Linked DNA regions of Gossypium hirsutum: region 2 is linked to region 1. The links are chromatin contacts, called in public Hi-C maps. All regions are on one chromosome and are shown on one strand. Each heading gives the region's core, a stretch centred on a gene start, on an enhancer-like site or on the middle of the called end of the contact. The rest is flanking DNA. Distances are from core to core; before and after follow the strand shown.

Region 1 (5,211 bases), core at 2,447-4,946:
GGATTTAGGGCTATGCCACAACATCTTCTAGCTATGTCACAACACGAAAGAGTTCTTACTCTTTTAGGTATCCTGCTCACTATGTTGTGACATGGCAGTCAGCCTCGTGTTCTCAAGCCTCCGAATTATGTCCTATACACTAATCAAATACATTAGCCTTCCTTTAGGCCTATTTTGGCCCCTATGGTCATATAAATAACTCAAATCACACTTTTTATTATTCAAGAACTAAAATTGAAAAACTGAATAAAACATAATGAAATTATTTTTATACAAGCTCCTTAAGTATAAAAAATGGTTTAATCTACTACAACGAATTGCGGTAGATCACTAACTAAAAATAGGGTGTATTGCAAACCTTAAAATTTATTTAGGGTTAGTCTAAAACATGTCTTCGTACCAAATTTATGCTCTAACAATTAAGTCCATTCACATGAAAGGCATTCGTGTTAGGAGATTCAAAGTCTCTATTGGTTAAAGTTAGATTTCGATCAAAATCCTTAACCTAATAAGGGACAAAACCTTAAATATAATAAAGGAAATAATTTGGCAATCATTTTTCAAAATGATTTAAATTAGGGTTAAAGGTTAAGGTTTTGGGTTCAGGGCTAGGATTTAGGGTTGGTCTTTAGGGTTCAAGAAAAATAATTTGGTGATCAAAATCCCTACACTTTACCCATAGCAAGCCTAAATTTCTATAAAGAAACTTCAGAATGTCCATGATTCCTTCTTAAACCGTCAATCATGATGGCCATGGAAATTAGTTACCCAAAAAAGTCTTATTAACACTAGTTGTCAAGTTTATATACCACTTAGAAAATGACTTTAGGTCCAAGACTATTCCTTCCTTTTTAAACATTCTTAACCCACCATTATTTCAAACATAATCAATTGTGAAGCAACCATATAGATTGCATTTCCTCCTAAACCTATTAGTTTCAGTAGTAAGTAATCTTGTCTCACAGAAAAACACCATATCAAGGTCTTTAAAAGGCACAAATCCCCTCAATTCTTGAACTGACAATAGGTTCTTAAGCCCATGATGGTTACAAGTAAATATCCTTATGGCAAACGATGGGGCTGGTCACTAGCCTCTATTGATATCTCAATAGGGGTTAAGGCCTTCAAACACCTTTTTGTAGCTATTGTAAGCATCTTTATCTCCTCATTAATAATCGATGTTTGTGCCCCCTTTTCTTCTCAATTTTTACTAAAGACTTAAGCCTTCACTTAGCGTCCCTTTTAGGCTTGGGGATTTTTTTTTGCTTTAGTTCTAAGCTAGTAGCAATGTGCAACTCACCTTAATTCTCACCGTAATGACTCCTTAAAGGAAGAAGGTCCTTCTCCTTTCTCTAACATAGAACCATGCTCTACAGTTAAGGAAGTCATACCCTTAACTGGTCAATCAAGTACTTGTTGTTGTGAACTACCATTAATATTACTAGTATCTTTAAGTCTAGTCAAATGAGACAATGCTTGGTTTTTTAGTTGTTGAAACCCCTTATATTGTGCCTTACTAATTATCTCAATAGCCCTCTTTAAGACTAAAATCTCCCACCGAATTTACTTTAGACTTGGTTGAATCTTGAATCCACTCACCAAATTACAGCTAATTCTCTTCTTCCCTTTCAACACATGCATCCAATTTACAAGCTACGAATATGTGACCAATTAGGCCACAACCATAATAGAAAGTGGTAAGCCCCTTATATTTCACTAGTGTAGCTCGTTGTAAACCCTTCCCATTATATCCCAACAAAATAACATGTCTCAATGGTTGTGTAATATCAAATTAAACCCGTAGTCTGATTAAGTCTCCCTAACCACCCTCTATTTTCTCCAATCAGTTGTAACTATCTCACCCATAGTACCCCAAGCTATAAAGCAATGGATCTCTTCCTCCATCCTAATGGAACATTATAGATGCACAACCAATACAAACCAATGAAAAATAATTACTTGATAAGCTAAATTTTCTACAATCATACATGGAAAATAAAAGCTTATCAAAACACCATGGGCCCATCTATATAATATTTTTCTTACCCTAGACCCAAACTTAATAAGAAACATATGAGAAGATAAAGATGTGCATATTACTATATATTTTGTGTGCTAAACACCTACGAAAACTTGCATCATTACAATTTTATTGAAGCTATTATTGAAGATAATTTTCCCGATAACCTAACAACACCTTACATCCTTCCTCAGCTCAATTTTTTTCAACTATGCCTTCAAAAAAAATTCATCCTTAGTAATCGATATACAACCCAACAAACTATTAATCTCTTCTACCATCTTTCCCTTCAAAGAAAATTCTAATAAGCAAAGTTTTTGAAGTAGAAAAAGCAAAGTAACTTACTAGCCCTTGTAACACCAAAAAGAAAGATCACATTCAAGACATCCAATTGGCTTTCAAACCAAATGTTACAACTGCTAACTAGAATCAGATTAGAAAAAGTAAAAGCCCACCCCACTACCTAGACAAATACAATTTTCCAAATTGATTAATTGTTTCAACAAGAAGTTAAGTTTCCCCGAGAAAAAGTCAATTATGGATAATATGGAATAAAATCAGGGACAGAGCCCTTTCCTCAAACAAACTTCCTAAAAAGAATAAAAGAGTTATTCACTTAGTAAGAACTATCATTCTCCCATCACCTTTCATTGCCACAAGACCATCCCTTCTAAAATTACCAATGAATTAGCACTATTACCTTATTTCTCCCACAGCAACTCGTAAGGTAACCTTACCAAAACACAAAACTTGCCTTTTTGGTCATGTTGTTGGACCCTCTCTCATGCCCAAACTACTTACCCACATACAACCCACCATATAACCACCCTGAGATTCCCACATTAACCCGCTCTTACACTAAGAACACATCGAAAGAGACCTTTAATAGCCCCCTAGTCATCACTCTAACATAAACAGACCTAACTACTTCCACGAGAAAATTCATGCTGAGCCCAATTACACAACCGTATAGGGATCATAGGTCACCCCTAATCGCTTAACTAGCACCACCCACAATTGAGCCACTCAAACTCCCACCTCTATGCTCGGAGAAAAGAGAAAACACTATGACAATACTCTATGTTACCAGTAGACATTAGGATGTCCAAAATACTACCAGTAGATACTAGGATGTCCGAAATTTTAAAAATTTCAGATCATTTCAATTAGGGTCAATCACAAGTTCACATCAAATTAGGTTCAAATCATTTAGGTTTAACGCTTAAGTATTTTGGATTAGGTTATATGAGTTTGAATCATCTTGGACTCGGATAAGTTGAAGTTTACATTGGATGGATTCTAGATGTTGGTTTTGTAAGGTCAAACATATTAAATCTGACCTAAATTTAAACTTAAGCCCTTAACTCTAGGTTTGAATCAAGCCAAGAAATTAGTTTAAATCGAATAAAAAAAACATGTAGTTTTATGCGGATTTGGACTTTTCTTTTTTTAATCCATTTCTTTTTATTTGAATCATCTTCCCATGCTATCATTATTTGAATTAATTATTTTAATCGAAACAAATTATAATGAATTCAAATTAAAACTTTTGTTGAGACGAAATCATATTTTTATTGAACAAGCTCTATCGTTTAAAACCTAATTGAAGAGATATAAAGGAATGCTCCCTCTCATATTCTCAAATAGTGTGAGACTTCAATTAATCATTTAACTCGCCGAAAAATTGAATGATATTCAGTCTCTATTGCCGCCTCTTATGAGAAGTCTAATTAAACGTTTTCTTTTCTTTATATGGAAAGAAATATATGCAAATTACACACCAACTTTAGCTCTAATCTCAACCCTCCAAATCACCAGCGATTTCCTTTCCAAGTGTCATACCCACTAAATCAATGATTGGATAACTCTCGACGTGTCAAATCCACCACATCACACACCAGCTCTCACACTGAATCATATTACAACTTTCCTATATATAAGAACGTTGAGAAAAAAAGGCACTTAAAATAAACCAAACCGGGAGAAACTAGAAAAAAGCAAACACACACCCTACTCAGTTATGGCTAACTCGCCAGGATCAAATCCCATTAGCCATGGTTCCTCATTAGGAGCACCCTTGCTCATCCCATCAAAAGAACCCGGATGGGATTCCGGGCCTGGATCCGAACCCCAGAAGGTTTGCATAGACGACATGTTGCAAAACTACTGCGGAGAATTTGGGTACTGGCAGCTGAAACACTTTGTTTTAACGAGCCTGGCATGGGCCCTGGAAGCTTTCCATACTATGGTCATGATATTTGCAGACAGGGATCCTGGGTGGCGGTGTGTTGGAGGGTTAGGGTGTGATGAGAAGGAGAGCAATGTTTGTGGGTTGGAACCAGGGTCCTGGGAATGGGAGGGTGGTCCGGGGAGCTCCACGGTGGCTCAGTGGGGATTGGTTTGTGGACAGAAGTATAAGGTTGGACTTGTGCAAGCCTTGTTTTTTGGCGGCTGCATGATTGGTGAGTCGTTTCCTGCTCTTCTTTCTCTTTGCTTCATGTCTTGCCATCTTTTCAATAATGCTTTAAGCATTTTTCATTTTCTTCACTATATTTTCAAACTATTATCTATCAGGGTCTAATGTTCCTTTGTGCCTAACTCTTTCCCGAGTGGTCTTAAAATTACCTTAATTTTATGTACTCAAAAGGAAATCTCCGTCCTGCTGTCCTGGAAACAGCACATGGTGCAGTTAATGCATTTATGGACCAGAAGGGGGAAAAACAAACAAAAATACAAAGAATGGTGTGATATACACAAATTAAGTCAGTAAATCTTTATTAATTATACCCCAAATTTATATATTTTTGGAGTGACAGGCATCAAGGTGAGGTTAATGCATATTACAAGAAAAGGAATATATTTAAGCAAGCGGCGGTGATAACTTATTTTATGCATGCATATGATATTAAATTATATTGTATAGCAAGCAAAGCATTGGTTGTCTTTTTAACTAGTTATTTCCCACTTGGAGCTTCCTGTCATGGTCATATGATTTGTAATCTGGTTCACATGTGAGAAATGGAAAATGTTAAAATTTTGAAACATATAACTCATGATGGTCAAACTCTAGCTTTAATTTATTGCAAATAAGGACAAAATGGCAATATTGGACCAACTCCTATAAATAATTCTCAAGTGGAAAAATTTTAAAAAGATACTTGCAAAAGATTACTATTCTCGTGGTATATAAT
Region 2 (5,253 bases), core at 348-2,847, 33 kb before region 1:
TTTGCTTCCAAAGTAGCTCTTCATGGTTAAGCACTTCTTAAAACTTCTCTTTTATCTCCATCTCTTTTTGTGTTAGTGCGTCTAAATTCATCATTTTTCATCTTTTGCTGGATCTTACTTAAGGACTGCACTAATTATAGCTTACAGGCTCTAATATGTCCTTAAATTTTTTTGTTCCACTTTTTTAGTCCCACAGTAAGCTTTCCCAGAGTTTTAGACATGTCCCCATTGTATTCCCATAATTCGGATATAGTACTCGAGATACTTTGGGAAATTTTGAATCCAAGAAGCATTACTAAATTCTCGGTCTAGCCTTTCAAATACCCCTTCTCTTTGCCATGTGAAGGATGGCCTCCAAAATCCCAAATCATGTAGGTTGTTTGCTTCAACAAGCTCCCCAAAGTAAGGACGTCGTCTTCTAATAGTACTCATTCTTTTTTTATCATTCTAGGGGACAATGGTGGTAGGTATAGTCTCTTTTAATGCTTCCCATAGCAATATTCTCTTTGTTCTATTTGGGCTTCCATACACGAAAACAATTAGGACTGTTTGTATGGGAATTCTGAAAGAAACTCATGCTAGGATGAATTGAGGGTGGTTTCGGATAATTTCAAGACTAACTAAGTTTTTCCAACCAATCCAGATCCCCCCTAAGAACCCCCAAGCTTCTACCTGATAGGAGTAGTGCAGCCTTAATTTTGCATTTATCTCATCAGCTTTGTGGCCACTGACTTTTGGTTTTAACAAGCTAATAATATATGGCTTATGCTCCATATTATATTCTCTAAAAATGCAAGGAAACTTCTCACTCACGCATTATTGAAAATTCTAAGAAAATATTGAAAGTGAAGAGTTCATTATTAAAAAGCACAGTAAATGAATAAATGTCCTTACAATTACTGACCAGCTCTTACCTGCTCTCCTGACTTTTCATCCATCACTTTGGGAACTTCGTTCACCAACCCCCGCTGGAACTGGCTTTGTAGTAACTTGACCATGTTGCTAATTGATTCAACAAGTGGGAGTTTTCAGGGAGAAGCCTTAAAAGGGCTACCTTTTTCCTTAATGACTTTCTTGAGCTTCTTACCTTTTCGGCTACCATTGGCCTTCACACTACCTTGCGCCGAAGAAAATTCTATTAGATGTCCTATTGTAATGGTTCTGCTTCTTTGTATGGTCCCCCAGTTCTATGTTGGATGTTCTCTTTAAAAATGACCACCAAATGTTTTGCAGCGTCAAGAACACCTACCGTCAGAATCGCTTAGATTTCCTACAAATCCCCTATCCTTGGTTGGCTATTATGGCAGGTGACATCCACTGACCTGCCTTTTTCTAGAGCCAAATGTCCTTGTCTTAGTTTGGCTTCGTCGATCTTTAGCGTAAACTTACTGGCGATCCAAAGATTGCCCGATGCTTGGGTAGCCAAGCTTGACCCAGCATTTTGCCGCTAGCTTTGGCCTAGGTCCACTTTTGACCCAACCACATGAACCTGCGAATCTTCTTCCCCAACTAGGTTTTCCAAAACCTGGAACCTAGAGTTGTCCGCCAATTGTGCCTAAGTCTCACCACTGTCCTTCCTTTCCATTCTCAAAGTGCGTCTGCCCCACCTCTCGGCAAGCATCCACGGCCTATAGGTGCATAGATTTGGCGCTGCGACTTCTTTATTTTCCTTTGAAATTTGCCTCTGTTCTCTCCTATTCCCTGTAATGCCTATGCCAAATTCCTCCGGCCCCGTTGCTTCCTTAGGGCAGATCTCCTTCACATGCCCATAGTAGTCGCACAACAAACAAACGATCAGTAAGTATTCATATTCAATCCACTGAATAACTCTTTTTACCAAGACTTGAGTGATCAAAGCCCTATCCAAATTGATGAACACTACTATTCTTGCAAACCTCCCCCTAACGCTGTTGTCCGTATTGAAATCAAATTTTGCAACTTTCTCGATCATCCCCCTATTTCCCGTAAGATTTGTAGCTTATACATATGCCCAGTAACGTAGGAAGTCGGATCCATGCCATAACCGTGCTTAGATACGGCTGAGCTGGATTAAAACCCATAGTCCATGACTGTACTGTTAAGTACTACCCAAACACGGCTCAAGGACCATAACACAAGACTCTCTCGTAATCCTTCGAGTTCTTAAATTTGGCTAAAGATTAATCATGCTCCACATCTATTAAACGGAACGATTGAGGTGATTTCCAGAGTGAAAAAAACCTTGTTCTAAAGTGCAGCGTACCCTATACTTCTTCCCAAAAGTTTGATTACTACTATGTGTTCCATGTGTTTGATAAGGATTTGGTGTACGCGTTCTGAAAAATTAATCGAAGGAATACCATTGACCAACGAGCGCTCCACATCCTCCTTTAACAGTCTGAATTCTTTTGCTCCATCCAACCCATCCGAAGTTGTTGTTCTCTCATCTGCTCGGAGTCCCATACCTACCAGTTGGTCTTTCCAAGAAAGGAACTTTTCAGCAACTAGTGTTGTATCCATCACAACATCCCAGTCTTCCTCTATTCCCCGAATTGGTACTTTCTTTGTTGAGCAATTCACCAAATCACCCTCATCGCCACCTTCGTACTCCGTGCTCTTCATCGTAATCAATATGGAATGTTAGTGTCCCCCAAAACAACTCATTTAATTAATTAAGTATTTAATTTAATTTATAAAATCTATTTAATATATATTTTTAAATTAAGTATGGAATACTATTAGATTGTTTGATAAATGTATTTTTAAAATTTTAAAGCTAAATTATTTAAATAAATATAATATTAAAAGAAATAAAATAAAATAAAAAGAATTTAAAATATTCTACTTTGTTATTTAGAGACTATATTATTTTATTATTAAATTATGGCATGAGATTTAGGTTTTGGGTCTTATATAACATGTTTAACATTTAATTTGTTTTTGTTAGGAACGACTCGATTAAGCAACAAGTAAAAAAAATAGCGGAATAAATTGAGAAATTGAACACACAAATTTAATATGGAAAAGCCCCTCCAAAGAGGATAAAAAATCACGGGCAAAGATAATTTTACTATAATGACAAAAGAACGAAGAGTACAAAAGATGGAGATAAAAACTAAACCCCGGAAACTCGAAAACAAAGAACCCTCAAAACATAAACACAAAATTCTCTAAATGTGTTATGAGTTCTAATCTCTAATGGGTGTATTTTCTAAGGTTGTAAAAGAGCCTATTTATAGGCTAAATTCATAGGTCAAATAATAATAAAATAATCTAGACTACTCAGAGTTTGATTGAAACAAATAAACAGAGTTTAACTGAAAGATTATTTCTCAAATTTGACTGAAATAGGAGTCATACTCAACAAATCTCCACCTTGACTCATATTTCCACAATGCCCTCTTTGCCAAAGCCTGCCACGGGCCTATCTTGAACTATGCAGAGAATTAATTAATTCGAATCTATGCTTAGAAGCTGGAAGACTTCTAGCCTTCAACTTGTACACTGCGAAATTAAAATTAACTCGAGTCTGATTTTCACAAACACAATGCCCTAACTTTTCAAAACCTGCATGCAAAAAAGAACGTCTCTTCAACGAAACGGTCATACCTTTTTCCCTCCTATGACCAAGTTGCCTCCCCTCCAAACAAGTTGAATTCGACTCCATAACGGACAAGGGACATCCGATTTCACCGGTCACTGTAAAACCTTCTAGAATATAAAGACTGCCGGTTCTTTTACCTTTTAACAAAACGAGAGCTCCACGAGATACTTTAATGTCGCTCGACTCGATGTTGATTTTGGATCCTTTCAAGTCTAAAATACTCAATGAGATGAGATTCTTTCATAAATCAAGTACATACCTGACATCTGAGAGTGTCCTAATCGTCACATCGTGTATCCTAATTTTAACAGTACCAATGCCAATTACCTTACTAGATGCATCATTTCTCATGCGTACAACTCCACCTTCAACCGAACTGTATGTGAAGAACCATTCTCTATTGGGTCACATGTGGAAAGAACATCCCGAATCTAGGATCCACTCGGACGTGAGCTGGGAGTTATAACTCGTTGACACTAGCAAGAAATCATCACCGATTTCATCAACCAAATTAGTACCAGCTACATCTTCCTCGTTACTCTCAGCAACTATTTTATTTCGCAGTTTATAACAATCTACTTTGGCATGACCTAACTTTTTATAATAGCGACACATTTTGTCTCGTTTTGTTGATGCTACCAAAACGGAAGCTTGCCTATCTACCTTGCTATCCAAACCAAACCCGAAAATAAAGAACCCTCAAAACGTAAACACAAAATTCTCTAAATGTGTTATGAGTTCTAATCTCTAATGGGAGTATTTTTTAAGGTTGTAAAAGAGCCTATTTATAGGCTAAATTCATAGGTCAAAGAATAATCAAATAATCTAGACTAATCAGAGTTTGATTGAAACAAATAAACAGAGGTTAACTAAAAGATTATTTCTCAAATTTGACTAAAATAAGAGTCATACTCAACAAAAAGTACACATATAAAGATTTTAGTTTGAAAAATTGTAGCCCAACAAAACTGTTTTAGAAGTTGAAATGAAACCATACCTATGACGCAATTAGAAATATAAAAAGGACTAGGTTCTTATAGCATCAAATGTCAATTTTCACTGATTCATCTCTACCAATAGAATTTCATCCAAACTATGGTATCTTTTCTATTCAATCGACGAATATACCAATAAAAAAATGTCACATCAGTTGATTTGTCTAGGTTATCATATATCAATTCAGTTAACATTTTCTTCCTTTAATTATTAAATAATATAGGCACCAATATAAATTCACCTTTAAAGTCAATAGAAAATTTGTGTTCTTCTTAACTGTCAATAAAAGCATCCATTTGTCGAGCTTTTTTTTTAATTTCTCACCATGTATTTTTTAAGGGTTACATGTTTTTTTATCGATATCAATGTATTTTAAATTCCTACAAATTTTGTGTTGAAGAAGTACAATTCAAGAAAATGTCTGGCTTATAGGTACGGAGTTCGAACTAAATATTATTGATTACTGCTCTTCATCTATTAGTATTAATGCCTTTAGCTTGATTTCAATATTCATAAGTATCAAAGTTCAACAAATGATATTCAGAGAGTATTTATTTCATGTAGGCCCAATCACTTAAATTAAATTTTGGTGGTTGGACCTCGACACCCAATATAACCATTTTCTCTTCATTATTTTTAACCTTAAATGTAATAGCTCGGTTTTCAAAAATGTC

Evidence for each region. A called contact is a pair of places that touch in the nucleus more often than the background predicts.
Region 2: a Hi-C map of leaf shows a contact between it and region 1, with 2.3 times the contacts expected there. The contact joins the enhancer-like site here to the promoter of LOC107940012 in region 1. A contact is called at or near these places in 7 of 34 Hi-C or Micro-C datasets (hypocotyl, leaf and petal).

Annotation. Positions count from the first base shown.
Region 1 is chrD01:9,081,352-9,086,562 of Gossypium_hirsutum_v2.1, reverse strand. It overlaps LOC107940012 (organic cation/carnitine transporter 4), which reads left to right and starts at 3,696. Exons shown (of 2, transcript XM_016873420.2): 1 at 3,696-4,482. The coding sequence starts at 4,041.
Region 2 is chrD01:9,112,420-9,117,672 of Gossypium_hirsutum_v2.1, reverse strand. No RefSeq gene overlaps it. Among protein-coding and RNA genes, the nearest start is that of LOC107940012, 32 kb to the right of the region's middle. Within about 2 kb of position 1,597, at least 6 of the 9 cell types and tissues checked have an H3K27ac peak or open chromatin away from gene starts, as enhancers often do.